Linked DNA regions of Gossypium hirsutum: region 1 is linked to region 2. The links are chromatin contacts, called in public Hi-C maps. All regions are on one chromosome and are shown on one strand. The core of a region is the stretch at or near the end of the contact, and the rest is flanking DNA. Distances in the headings are between cores, read along the strand shown. Region 1 holds the start of LOC107895668 (translocase of chloroplast 33, chloroplastic). Region 2 holds the start of LOC107897163 (peptidyl-prolyl cis-trans isomerase A1).

What was found. A called contact is a pair of places that touch in the nucleus more often than the background predicts.
Region 1: a contact with region 2 is called in a Hi-C map of leaf, with 3 times the contacts expected there. The contact joins the promoter of LOC107895668 here to the promoter of LOC107897163 in region 2. A contact is called at or near these places in 6 of 34 Hi-C or Micro-C datasets (callus, leaf and petal).

What each region holds. Positions count from the first base shown.
Region 1 is chrA08:96,326,973-96,332,949 of Gossypium_hirsutum_v2.1, forward strand. It overlaps LOC107895668 (translocase of chloroplast 33, chloroplastic), which reads left to right and starts at 1,997. Exons shown (of 8, transcript XM_041074590.1): 1 at 1,997-2,388; 2 at 2,580-2,687; 3 at 2,790-2,897; 4 at 3,002-3,126; 5 at 3,298-3,562; 6 at 4,802-4,870; 7 at 4,979-5,140; 8 at 5,238-5,573. The coding sequence starts at 2,589. The coding sequence ends at 5,306.
Region 2 is chrA08:96,093,404-96,099,605 of Gossypium_hirsutum_v2.1, forward strand. It overlaps LOC107897163 (peptidyl-prolyl cis-trans isomerase A1), which reads right to left and starts at 2,696. Exons shown (of 7, transcript XM_016822518.2): 1 at 2,338-2,696; 2 at 2,074-2,259; 3 at 1,760-1,901; 4 at 1,579-1,667; 5 at 1,430-1,484; 6 at 1,211-1,296; 7 at 429-822. The coding sequence starts at 2,391. The coding sequence ends at 667. It also overlaps the pseudogene LOC107895665.

The DNA of each region.
Region 1 (5,977 bases), core at 747-3,246, 230 kb after region 2:
CTTACCATTTCTACATCAAGTTGCCAAAAGTGTCATGACCTCGAGAATCTTGGGTAAGATTTAAAATACGTTTTTAGATATTCGATGAAAATGTCTCCCTCGCGACTCGTTTTCAACTACGGGTTTTTTTCCAATCTCACCCTTCTCCGCGCCTTTAAAGAGGGGGTTTTCCTTCCATACTCCATCCCTAAACCCATAATCTCTTCCAACCTCCATTCTTCCATTTTACAATATTTCTCTTTTTCGGTTTTCTTTCCTATTTCTGCATTAAAAAATTTCTTCACTAATAAAATTTCCAATTTGAAGTATTCTTGAGTTGTCGTGATGTGATATCGCTCTGAGAAACACACATTTCATATATCCTATCAAGATGAAACCATTACCTTGAAAACCTATCCTGTGAAAATCGAGTTCCAGGGTGATTTTTTTATACGGTTACGGGTGGAACCCTTCGTAGAAGTCTCGGTCGACGGCCATTATGAGATCATAAATTAGAGTATAACGAGAGAGTTAGATGACGGTCATTATGTAGACACGAGCTCAAACTTTTTAGATACTCGGAGATGTTGCCTTATAAATACTATATAGAAGTTTGAGGGTATAATTATAAGGAAAAACTGTGGGACTTTCCGCAATAATCGGTGTAATTTTTTCTCCATTCTATGCTGCAGGTATCTTTAACCTTTCTTCAAATCTGAAAGCCGACACTGCTATGGACGTAGGAGGACTCCCAAACGGACAGTGGTTGCTGCGGTGTAGTAAAGGTGATATTCCTTTCAGGATGGCAATGATTATCATTATTAAGTAATCAATTAATAACTACAATAGTTGCCGTACTAACCAGAGTTTGACCTCTACTGTGCCAAAACATCCGCTCTCTGCTTGAGAGCCCTTTTGTGCCCACATCGGTGTTAGCCTTCAAAGAATAATGAAAGGTTAAAGATACCGACTGCATGGAAATAGAGAAAAAAATTATGTCGATTACACTAGAAAACCTTTCGTTTTTCCCTATGATTATGGCCTGAATCTTATGTATGGTTTATATAAGGCATCATTTGCGGGTATCCAAAAACTTGAACTTGTGACTGCATAATGACTGTCAATTAGCCCCCAGTTATATTCAAACCTATGACCAAATCACGGCCGTCATTCGGACCTCTACTTAGACTTCGACTCGTGACTGCATCAATTACAGTCACTCCAAAACCTAACTTCTAAATAGTCCTATCCCGGCATGACATATGAAATGTATGTGTTCTGAGACGTGTTATCGCATCTTCGACCCTTCAAATCTACCTATAAACTTTCACGATTTTACTCTTAAAACTTGAAACACTAAACCCTAATTCCTAAAAAAACCCTAAACCTAATCCTAAAAATAAAAAAAAAGGTCAAAGAGAGAGAGAGTGTGTGAAAGCGCACCCAACTAGATGTGCTTCCACACACTTTCTCTAAAATTAATTTATTTTCCTAAATTTCAAAAAAAAGCCTAATATGTGAAGTAAAAAAAAACATATTAGGCTAATTTAACCGACTTACTTAGCTCTTCAATTTTATAAAAAAATCATTTTAGCCATCTATTTAATTTTTATTGTTTCTTTTAACTTTTAACTTGTATTGTTTATCAAATCATCTAAAATAGATAAAAAATTTAATATATGTTAATTTAATATATGTTGATGTCTATATGATAATTTACTTATATATTAGGTTGACAATTAATATTTTAAAAAATATATAATTTTTAAGAAAAATTTTTAAATTTTAAAAAGAAATTGACTAACGTCACATCTCTTCTATTTTAAGGTAATTGATAAGTAGGTCAAAGAGGCATAAGTTAATTTGTCGTGTTGTTTTATAAATAAAGAATAAAAAATTCGTAATTACTCAATGTCAAGTGATGCTAATATGATGGCCAAGATTAGGTGTGTCCAGTAAATTGACATGACAATAGAGTTGACATATTTTAATTCTTCACAAAATAGCTTATAGGGGCAAGATCCTCTGCTTCAACACTAAAACCTTTCTAAACCATTACTGAAATCTGGATTATTTGGGCTAAAAACTCAGTGGTTTTCTTTCTTTATTGGAGGATGTAATTCAAGTTTTTTATTGATCTTTCGTTCGGGCTAGAAAGCAAGCCCATCTATTTTGTATATTGAGCCCACTTTGTTCAAAATCTTTTAAAGAATTTCACCAAAAAAAAAAAAGCCAGTAGGCGAAATAAGCATTTCGCTTTTGCTTGCTTGCTTGCTTGCTTGCTGGGTGGGCGGAAAAAACAAACACTACGCTGATAAGATAACCTTCTCTTTGTACACCCAAACCTCCACCAACCGCCACCATAATAACCTCTACAATTTCTTCAGTTGCACTACTCAAGCTAGGCCGGTAAAACCCCGGATTTCTCCTCGAATTCTTTCTTTATTTTCTTCTCTGTCAAAAGAAAACTGACCCATCTTTTTTTTTAGCTGCATTTCGAGATGGGTCTAGCATTTTAGCATGTTATCCACTTTTAGGGTTTAGGGTTTATTTCTTCAGGTTTTTTTTATGTGTTTTTTTGTAAAATGAATTTTATGCAGTTTTCTGTGATGGGTACTCCTTTGCCTCGTGAATGGCTCGGCCTTCAACAATTCCCCGCTGCTACACAAACGAAATTGTTCGAGTTGTTGGGAAAATTGAAGCAAGAGGTTTTTATAAACCCGCTTTTTTTTATCCCTTTTTCATTTACGTGGACTTAAATAACATGTTCAGTAATGATTATTTGTTATTGTTGTGAAAAAAATTTATAGAACGTCAACACTTTGACTATCGTTGTTATGGGCAAAGGCGGTGTAGGGAAGTCTTCCACTATCAATTCTCTCATTGGAGAGCAAGTTGTTCGAGTCACTGCTTTCCAGGTAAGTATTGCTTTTATCTGTTCGTTTGGATTGCTGTGTGGATTCTTGTTTGCTGTTTTAGATTTCACAAGTTTCATCGTCATTGTGTTTTGGTTGTTTTGCAGTCCGAGGGGCTGAGACCCGTGATGGTTTCACGCTCATGGGCCGGGTTTACATTGAATGTAATTGATACGCCCGGACTCGTGGAGGCTGGATATGTCAATCACCAAGCTCTTGAGTTGATCAAAGGGTAAGTACTTGAATTGAGCAGTCAAAGTTTAGCATCTTATCTGTTAGTTGATGGATTTAGCTTATTGAGTAATTCTCGGTATATGCTAGGGATATTTTCTTGTTAGAACTTAGTTTTACCACATGGCATGGTTATTTTGGTTAAGAACATAATGTTTTAAATATAATGCAGGTTTCTTTTGAATAAGACCATAGATGTTCTACTTTATGTTGACCGCCTAGATGTATATAGAGTGGACAACTTGGATAAGCAGATCATTAGGGCTATCACCAACAGTTTTGGAAAAGAAATTTGGCGGAAAAGTTTGCTTGTACTCACTCATGCACAGCTTTGTCCACCAGATGGACTGCATTATGATGTGTTTTCCTCTAAAAGATCAGAGGGTGTGCTAAAGGCTATTCGTATGGGAGCTCGGATTAGGAAAATGGATCTTGAGGTATGTATTCTCTTTCAAGTTTATTTATGTGAGAGACATGTTGGCTTGCCTGAATAATGGCGTTGAACAGGTTAACATGGACAAGGACGCTTTTATTTGTTGTCATAAAAATTGCTTGATGTGCTGACTAAAATTTTTTTTGTCACTCATAATTTGCTGAAGTAGAGTTAAATGATTCCACGCAGTGGAGGGGAAATTGGTATTTTCTAGTTATGAGAGAGCAGAAGATCTATGGATTTGTTATCCGCTTCTAGGATCTTCCTTTAATCTAAGCATATGCTCGTTCGCAAACAACCACAATTTCTCATTGATGTAGAAGCTGTTAAGCTATTTTGGATTCTGCCTCTAACAGTTTGTTCTGCTTCTGATTCCTGACACTTCCTGTAGAAACAATTTATTTGCCACTAACAGCTAACCTTCTCCACTTCTCTCTCATGCATCTTTGTAATGCAAGAGAGCTAATTTTTAAGTGGGCTTTTCTTATAATTTGGATTTTGATGCTAACTGTAAACCATCAGTAAGCTACCCTCTGTCAAATATCCCAATAGCATAGGATTCTTTTGTTACTGTTCTAAATAATTTGAATGAATTTAAATTAGGGGGAGAAATATTTTGAGGTGCATGTGTACATATATTTATATGCTTCCAAATTCTATTTTAGACGCAGAAAAGGTGGACAGGTTGACAGGAAGAAAAACTTATCTGTCATGTTAACATTGCCTACTGTGCTGATTGTGCATCTTTTTGTTATTTTTGAGTTGTGAAAGTCGTATTATGTTATTGGTTCTACAAACAGTGGAAATGATACTTGTTAGTTATGGGAGACAGAGTAATTGTGTCTGGTTTCAATATTTGCCTTAAATATATATAATTTATTCCCGTTACAGCAGTTTTGCCTTTTAAATCAATGGTTTCTGGTTGGTGGCAATAATCAGTTAGGAGATATTAATTAACCTGGAACTCACATTTTTAGATTGAGGCTTATCAGAGATTTCACTTGATGTTAGTGAATGCTGCATGTGGAAAATCTTTCTTCAGACAGTAGGGAAAGTCTCAAGGAAACTAAAAAAAGGAAAAATAAAATAAAATTCAGGCTATTTATAATCAGACTGAATTGTCCGAGAAGGATTGTTAGCTTATAAATTTATTTTAATTAATTACTATTTATTTTCTGATGATATGCTTAGAGTACTGTGACTACTTTGTCAGGTATTATTTCCTTGGTTTTGATGCTTGTAGGATTCTGTCATTCCTGTTGTTCTGGTTGAAAACACTGGGAGATGTAATAAAAATGACATAGACGAAAAGGTTTATCTTTTCTTATCTTTTTCCATTGTCTGCTCTCAATTGGTTACCCTTCATATTCATAAGTGCCTTCAAATATATACACACACATATATTATTGTTTCAATGCAGATTCTTCCCAATGGAGAAGCTTGGGTTCCAAACTTGGTAAAAGCCATCACAGGTGTTGCAACAAATAAGAGTCGAGCAATTGTAGTTAGCAAGAAGTTGGTTGATGGGTCTGACGCAAACGATAAGGGAAAATTATGGATACCTGTTATTCTTGGGGTTCAGGTAAAGTTTCCAGTGGTCATTGGTTTCTCTTTGGGCTGAACTGGGAGAAATAAATATTTCCTAACACATGTTTTTGTGTTGTTTGTTGTTGTTCTAGTGGTTGGTTCTCAAATGGATTCAAGGAGCAATAAAGAAGGATATTGCAACGGGCAGTGGACCTCTATGAATGGGATATCTGGCAAGTCCCAAGTTTCTATTTGAGTCTGGTTAGAGATTCATTATCATATTAGCTTTTGCTTTATTCTCAAGGTTTATTCTTCTTAAACTTAATTTCATTTTGGTTTGTTGAGTATGCGTATGCTTTGGCAGACATTATCGGTATGGAATGTTGTCGAGTTGTTTGTAGGATTAGAACTTAGTTTCAGCCGATTCTTCTGGTTTTTGTTTTCTTGAGCTACCTACCTACCTATATATATATTGATGTTTTCATGCAGAGACTGCAATAGCCCCTTGCTCAAGTTCTCCTTTTTCCTTTTAAATTTTTTGAGGGTTTTTCTTGTCTAATTAACAATTTTTTTTAAAAAAAATAAAAGAAAATAAAAATACTAAGATTTAATCGTACAGTAAAAAAGCTAAATTACCTATGGAGGAATATTCCTGCCAGCAAACCAATTAGCTAAAAACACAAAATGCTTGGTTTTCATGGCCACGTGCAACAGGAAATGTTCCTCTTTTAGGGTGCGTATCTGCAAAAACATGCAAATCATTCATACAAACAAAAACAAAGATGTTAATCTTAACGGATAGTATGACAAAATATCACTCATAACGAAGAAAATAATGGGGATCAACTAGTAAGTATAATATATTTTTAAAAAACAAATCGAACTTGTTCTA
Region 2 (6,202 bases), core at 1,446-3,945:
TGCTTCCATCCATTGGAACCCTTTTGGTGTGATTTGGTACTTTCTCTTCTTCATCTTGCTTCCTAAAGAGGAAGTTTTTCAAGCGGTTTCATTGGGGTTGGCATCGTGCTATCAACAAAATCAAATAAGCAACACCCAGAACCCAAGGTCTAGTCAAGTTAGTGCATGTAAACCGCTCTTAAGAGGTTACGTTCAACAAGTTTAGAGTTCGGATCCTGGTTTTTGCAACATCAAGGCAGTGCAAGGTTTCACTTCAAATAGAAAATTACAGGTTTTAAGAAAAGGTCGCCCCTTGTTAATATTATGTACATTTGCTATATGAATGACTACGCTCGTTAATATAGGAAATGGTCAAGTATCTGTAAGATCCATGTATTAAACCCAAATTTTTGGAACCAAAAAGCAGCTGGAAGGAAATAGATCAAAACTAGAAAAATCAGATGTTCCATTAAGAGAAGAGTTTTGATGGAATCTGCAAACTTACACCGTAAAAAATGATAAGGATAATAGCACACCCCTGCCAAGAGCTTACAAAGTATCATCCAAAATTCTCTCTTCTATAATAAACGCCGACTGTTGTCCGTATTACCAGGTAAAATCATCTTGAAGCAGAGAAAGTAAATGATAAAATGGGAGATTTGTGGTAGTGGTTAAACGGATCAGATATTAGCCTTCTATAGGCAGCTCCCCACAATTGACAATTCTGCATGGTACTCGAGGGCCATCTGTCCTGCTTGTCTCTTGGGACTCTAGTTCACGCACGACATCCATTCCATCGATCACATGTCCGAAAACAACATGTCTGTTGTCCAGCCATGGTGTCTGTAAAATACAAAAACAATGAAAATGAACAATATTAGCAGCACATGAATAGCTAGCATGATAAGAAAATGAATATCCACGCTTGAAGTAAATAGCTAGCATGATTAGTTATCCAAAGAAATATTAGCAGCACCAGTCAGCATTCAGCTATAAGCAAACTATGCACATGTACAGTTGATATTCAACTCAAAGTTTATACTTGATAAGGTATAATTCCAATCACAAATCAAAACCTAGAATTCTAGTAAACGTTTATACTTTTTTTATTCTCAAAGACCATAATAAAAACACAACTACAGCTATATCTAACGGTGATATTAGCAAATCATGATATCAAATTATAATGAGATACATAATCTACAAAAGAGAATAAGGCTGCATAGCTCACCTTTACTGTGCAAATAAAGAATTGGCTCCCATTGGTATTAGGACCTGCATTGGCCATGCTTAATACTCCGGGTCCAACATGCTTCACTGCAGATAATAGCCTCAAAATATTAGGAATCAAGCTAGCAATTCATTACAGATACCACTTAACCCATCAACCCCAAATATAAACTCTCAAATATCGAAACTTGAAGGGTTTTGTTACTAGAGAACAACTCACAAGCAAAGCTCTCATCTTCAAACTTGGATCCATAAATACTCATTCCACCAGTTCCCTACAGCCAGCAAATGCACCAGTTTTCTACTTAGTAATGGAAATTTCTTTCTTTAGAAAGCCAAAGGAAAAGGGGAAAGAAAGAGAGGGATTACATTTCCATTAGTAAAATCACCACCCTGGATCATGAAATCTTTAATAATACGGTGAAAGGAGCATCCTTTGAAACCATATCCATTCTCTCCTGCAAGAAATAAAAATGTCGGACCTAATTAAGAAAAATATTAAGGAAAAAACAAAAATAAAAGTGAATGTAAAAGACTCAGCCTAGCTTGCCTGTGCAGAGGGCACGAAAATTCTCAACAGTTCTAGGAACAACATCCCCAAAAAGGCCCATAACAATTCTGCCAACAGCCTTACCACCGATTTCAACGTCAAAGAAGCACTTAGTCGTCACTTTCGCTTGCAACTCTACATCCTAAACAAAACCCCAAATATGTGAAACATTCAGAATCTATGTTACCGGTCCGGTAAGAGGAATGAAAACAAGATCGAAAGTAGTTATTTGCTTGGAATGTAATACGATAAGGCAGCCAAATAGACCTCAAACTACTTATCTACTCTATGGAAGCTAATAATAAAGGACTTACATTTCCCATGGAATTGCAGACCATTCTTCGGTACTTAACGGAAGGGGATTTAGAAAGTTGGGTCACAGGCAAACCTGATGCATAGTTTAGTTTCGATGCTAAGACGATAGCAGATGAGTTAGGTTGGGAGTAAGCCGACCATGAACCGATCATATGTGGGCTATGAGCATTTGAAACAGCTTGACCCTGTAGAAGGAATGCCGAAAACAATGAAAAACAAGGAGAGAAGGATGTTGAAGTAAAAATCTTGTAAACATAACTGACCTGGAAACTGAAGCGAGGGCAATGAACCATCTGCAATGAGAAGGTGGAGGCCATCTTTTTTCAGTGGTTGAAGGGTGGGAAAGGTCCTCTGTTATGTGAAAGGAGAAGAGAGGGGGGGGGGTCTAGTGGTTTGCAAAAAGGAGGAAGAAAAGTAAAATTATTAGATAAGATTTGGGAGTCTCTGTGGGTGTGTCCTCGGTTGCACAAACTAGCTGGGAATGGGATTAAAAAACAAAAAACAGAGAGATGCAGGGACTGGTTGTTTGGTGGGTTGGTTTAGATTTGCACATTGTTTTCACCGGATCATCTTCAAAATATCCGCCGCACGCGACCCACGCCCAACATTATATATATTTCTTTGTTTGGGCTAGCCCAGGAGATACATAATAAACAAGGTTAAATTCTAAGGATAGCCCATCATTTATCGTTTTGCGTAAATTTAATCCCTCCTCTATGCTTTGTTAGTTAACTTTTATTTTGAAGGGTGAACTCAACTGCTTGCCCTCCTTGCATTTACCCCCTAATGATGGTTTTTTTTTTTGTACATCTAATAAGATTAAACTATAAGCCTTTGGGAATTGAAAAACCCATGTTATGCTCCTCTAATATCTACTAAAGCTCACCAGGGAGACCATTGAAACGATGAAGACCCATATGCGAAGTTTGCCATCTTATCCACCGCTCAATTTCCTCCCAATTCCATTGTATCCTTCTGCTTCATCGCTTGGTATAGGTTCCGGTCATCTAACGATAAGCCCAATGGTGCATTGTTGTTTGGTGCTTTCTGAGATGCTATGGTTGTTTTAATTTGAGCTTTGGTTTGGCCCTCTTTTCTTTGCTACATGATTTTGGATGTTAGCTTGGAATCACTTTTCAATCATATTTGACGAGAATGATGGTGGCTTTGTTTCTTTGGACGTTTGGCCTTTAGTGTATGTAATGCTGGTTTTTATTTTTTATTTTTTTGTGGGAATTGGTTATTTTATTCTTATTATTTTTGGGTGTTTGATATATTTTGAATGGACAATGAGATTGAAAATATTTTTTTTGAAATTGGTTGTGATATTGAATATTATAGTGCAGATGTAATATATAATTAAAATTATATTATATTTATATTAAATTATAAAAAATAAAAATAAATGAAATAATATTTTGTATTATTTATTATATATGTGATTACTTATTTTAGTTAATCATATTCTTCAAAAAATTCATCATAATAACTATAATAATAGACTATATTTGTATTAATTTATTAAGTAATAAAATTATTAATTATATACAATTAAAAGTAATTGATTTTTAAATAAATATATAATAGAAATTGTAAAAAAGCACCGAAGAAGAAGGCCAAAGTTGCCATGAGAGAGAAGTGGAGCTTCAACCCCCAATGAAAAAGTAGACCTCGGTGTGGTTGAAAAGACTTTAAAACTGATCCTTTGGTTACCCAAGGCAACAAAATGGTGAGTTTGCGTGCTTCAAGACAATCCAAACGAAGAGTGTGTTCAAAATGTAGGCAGTTCATTGCCTTTTATGATATGAATACAACTTTATTTTGCCCACAAGATCCACTCCTGACATGCTATCACATGTTGAGCTCCCATCGACCATGCATATTGCACTCCATTTAACGCGCCCCATTGTGATCTCTCAATACTTCTTTCATCGTTGAAATCTCCATCTAAACTTTTCTTTTATCCACTACATAGGTGTCGATTTCCATTGCACCCAAATCAGTCCTTTTTCCCTATTAACCTAATTTGCCATCCAAGCCTAATGCATCTCACGCTAAATTTATTGACGTCTTTCTCATACTGTTTCATTCTTAATTAGTCAAAAAATTTTCGATTACACTACTAAACGATCCCAAAACCAAGATCATAATCATACTTATTTTTATCTCAACCTATAACTAAAATTTATGTCGAAAATGAAAAATTAAAAAGCTAGAAAAATAATTTTTCTTTCATAGATGGAAAAATTAAAAGAAAAAATAATATTATCTTCATGGACTATCTAGTAAGATTGAAAAATGAGAGGAAAGAGATAAAAATTTTAAAATTTCATACTTTTAAACTAACATGCATTTCTCTCTCATTTTCTCTCATCTCATCATCACAATTTCAGAGTATTAATTTTTATGCATTAAAATAAAAAAATAATTCTTATTTTCCTTCCTTTAATTCTTTCTTACTAAATACATTCAAAATTTATTTTCATTCTTTTTTTCTCTCTACTTTTTCACCAAATCAAAGAGGTCATTATAGTCCACCAACTATTACTATAAATTTATCTTCATCGAAAACCTTTAAAAAAAACAACATTTATCATTTTATAATCTTTTTAAAGATTTATCATCCATTATTCCCTTCAAAACTAAACAAAATATCCACGTAAGCTTTATGAGAAAGGATTGTATGAAACAGTGGCGCCACGTCATCTGTATCCCTTTCCAATAGTTTCATGCCACATCAGTATTCTTATCCTAAATTTTAGTATTTTAATTTGGATTTGATTTTTTTCAGGATAAAATCCTAAAATTCAGGATAAAAGTACTGATGTGACATAAAACTATTGAAAGTGATACAGATAATGTGGCATCACTGTTTTATATAATTATTTCCCAAGCTTTATTTATTAAAAGCATGTGGCATTATGCATTGCATTATAAAAGATAACACTACCGTTCTATGGGCACACTTGTCCCTGGTTTTCGTTCCACTTACACATTCTGGATAACTGAAAAAATAATCAGCTATTTTTAATTTTAACCGATTCCATGGTTGATTCAAGTTTAAATTTATCTAAAAAGTTGATATTTTAATTTATATTTTGTTACACATATTATCCCATTTTATTAATAACGTTAATATTTTAAAAATTAACATATAATTTATTCAAAAATACTTAGTTGATACTTAAACTTATTCAAAATTTATATATATTTTAAATTAATTTATATATTTGAAAGATGTTTAATTTATATTCGTCATTTATTATACTAAGAGACTACCACTTGCCATTATAAGATTAATTATCAGTGTCATTTCATCACAAATTAATAGTATTAGTGTGAAGGTACTAACTAAGATGACATAATACAAATTTTTAAGTATCAACTAAATGTATAAAAAAATTTAGATATTTTTTGACAAATTCAAAAAAATAAACTACATTGATTAATAATGATGCAATAAAAGCCATTAAACTAACGTAAAACCAAAAGTTATTAAAGACCATTAAAGCGAATATAAACAAATTATACTCTGATCAGCTTCCATAAAGATTAGTCGGTAGTTACTTGAATCCAAAGATGAGCCTTTTGTAGCTATAAGCCATGGCAACCTGAATATTATATTAGAGAAAGGAAAGCAAAAGGTGAATATAAGGCAGATAAAAAACTCGTGAAACTTGTTTGTGGAAACCATTTTTTTTTTAATTCACTTTTTATTTTAGAATGGTGTCGCCACTCATATTTTTTATTAAGTGTAATCCAGTTACTTTAAAATTTAATTATCTTTATAAAAGATTTGATTCTACTAAAACGATAACCTTTTTTAGCCTATAAAATTTAAGAAAATAGGTTCGAGAGTCGTTTACATCAGAGGCGAAGTCAGAAAATTTTTTTAGAGGGGCCGGATGAAATTTTAATTTTTTATAGTTTATATTTTTATAATTTGTAAAGGATTAAATCGAATTTTTATAATTTTAGGGGGCCAAAGTGTAATTTTACCTTTACTAATTTAAAATTTTTAAAAAATTTCAAGGGCCTAAAATGTAATTTTACATTTTAAGGGGGGTCAGGGCCCATGCCAGCCCTCCTGGCTTCGCCCCTAGTTTATATGTGAGGAAGAATTAGCAC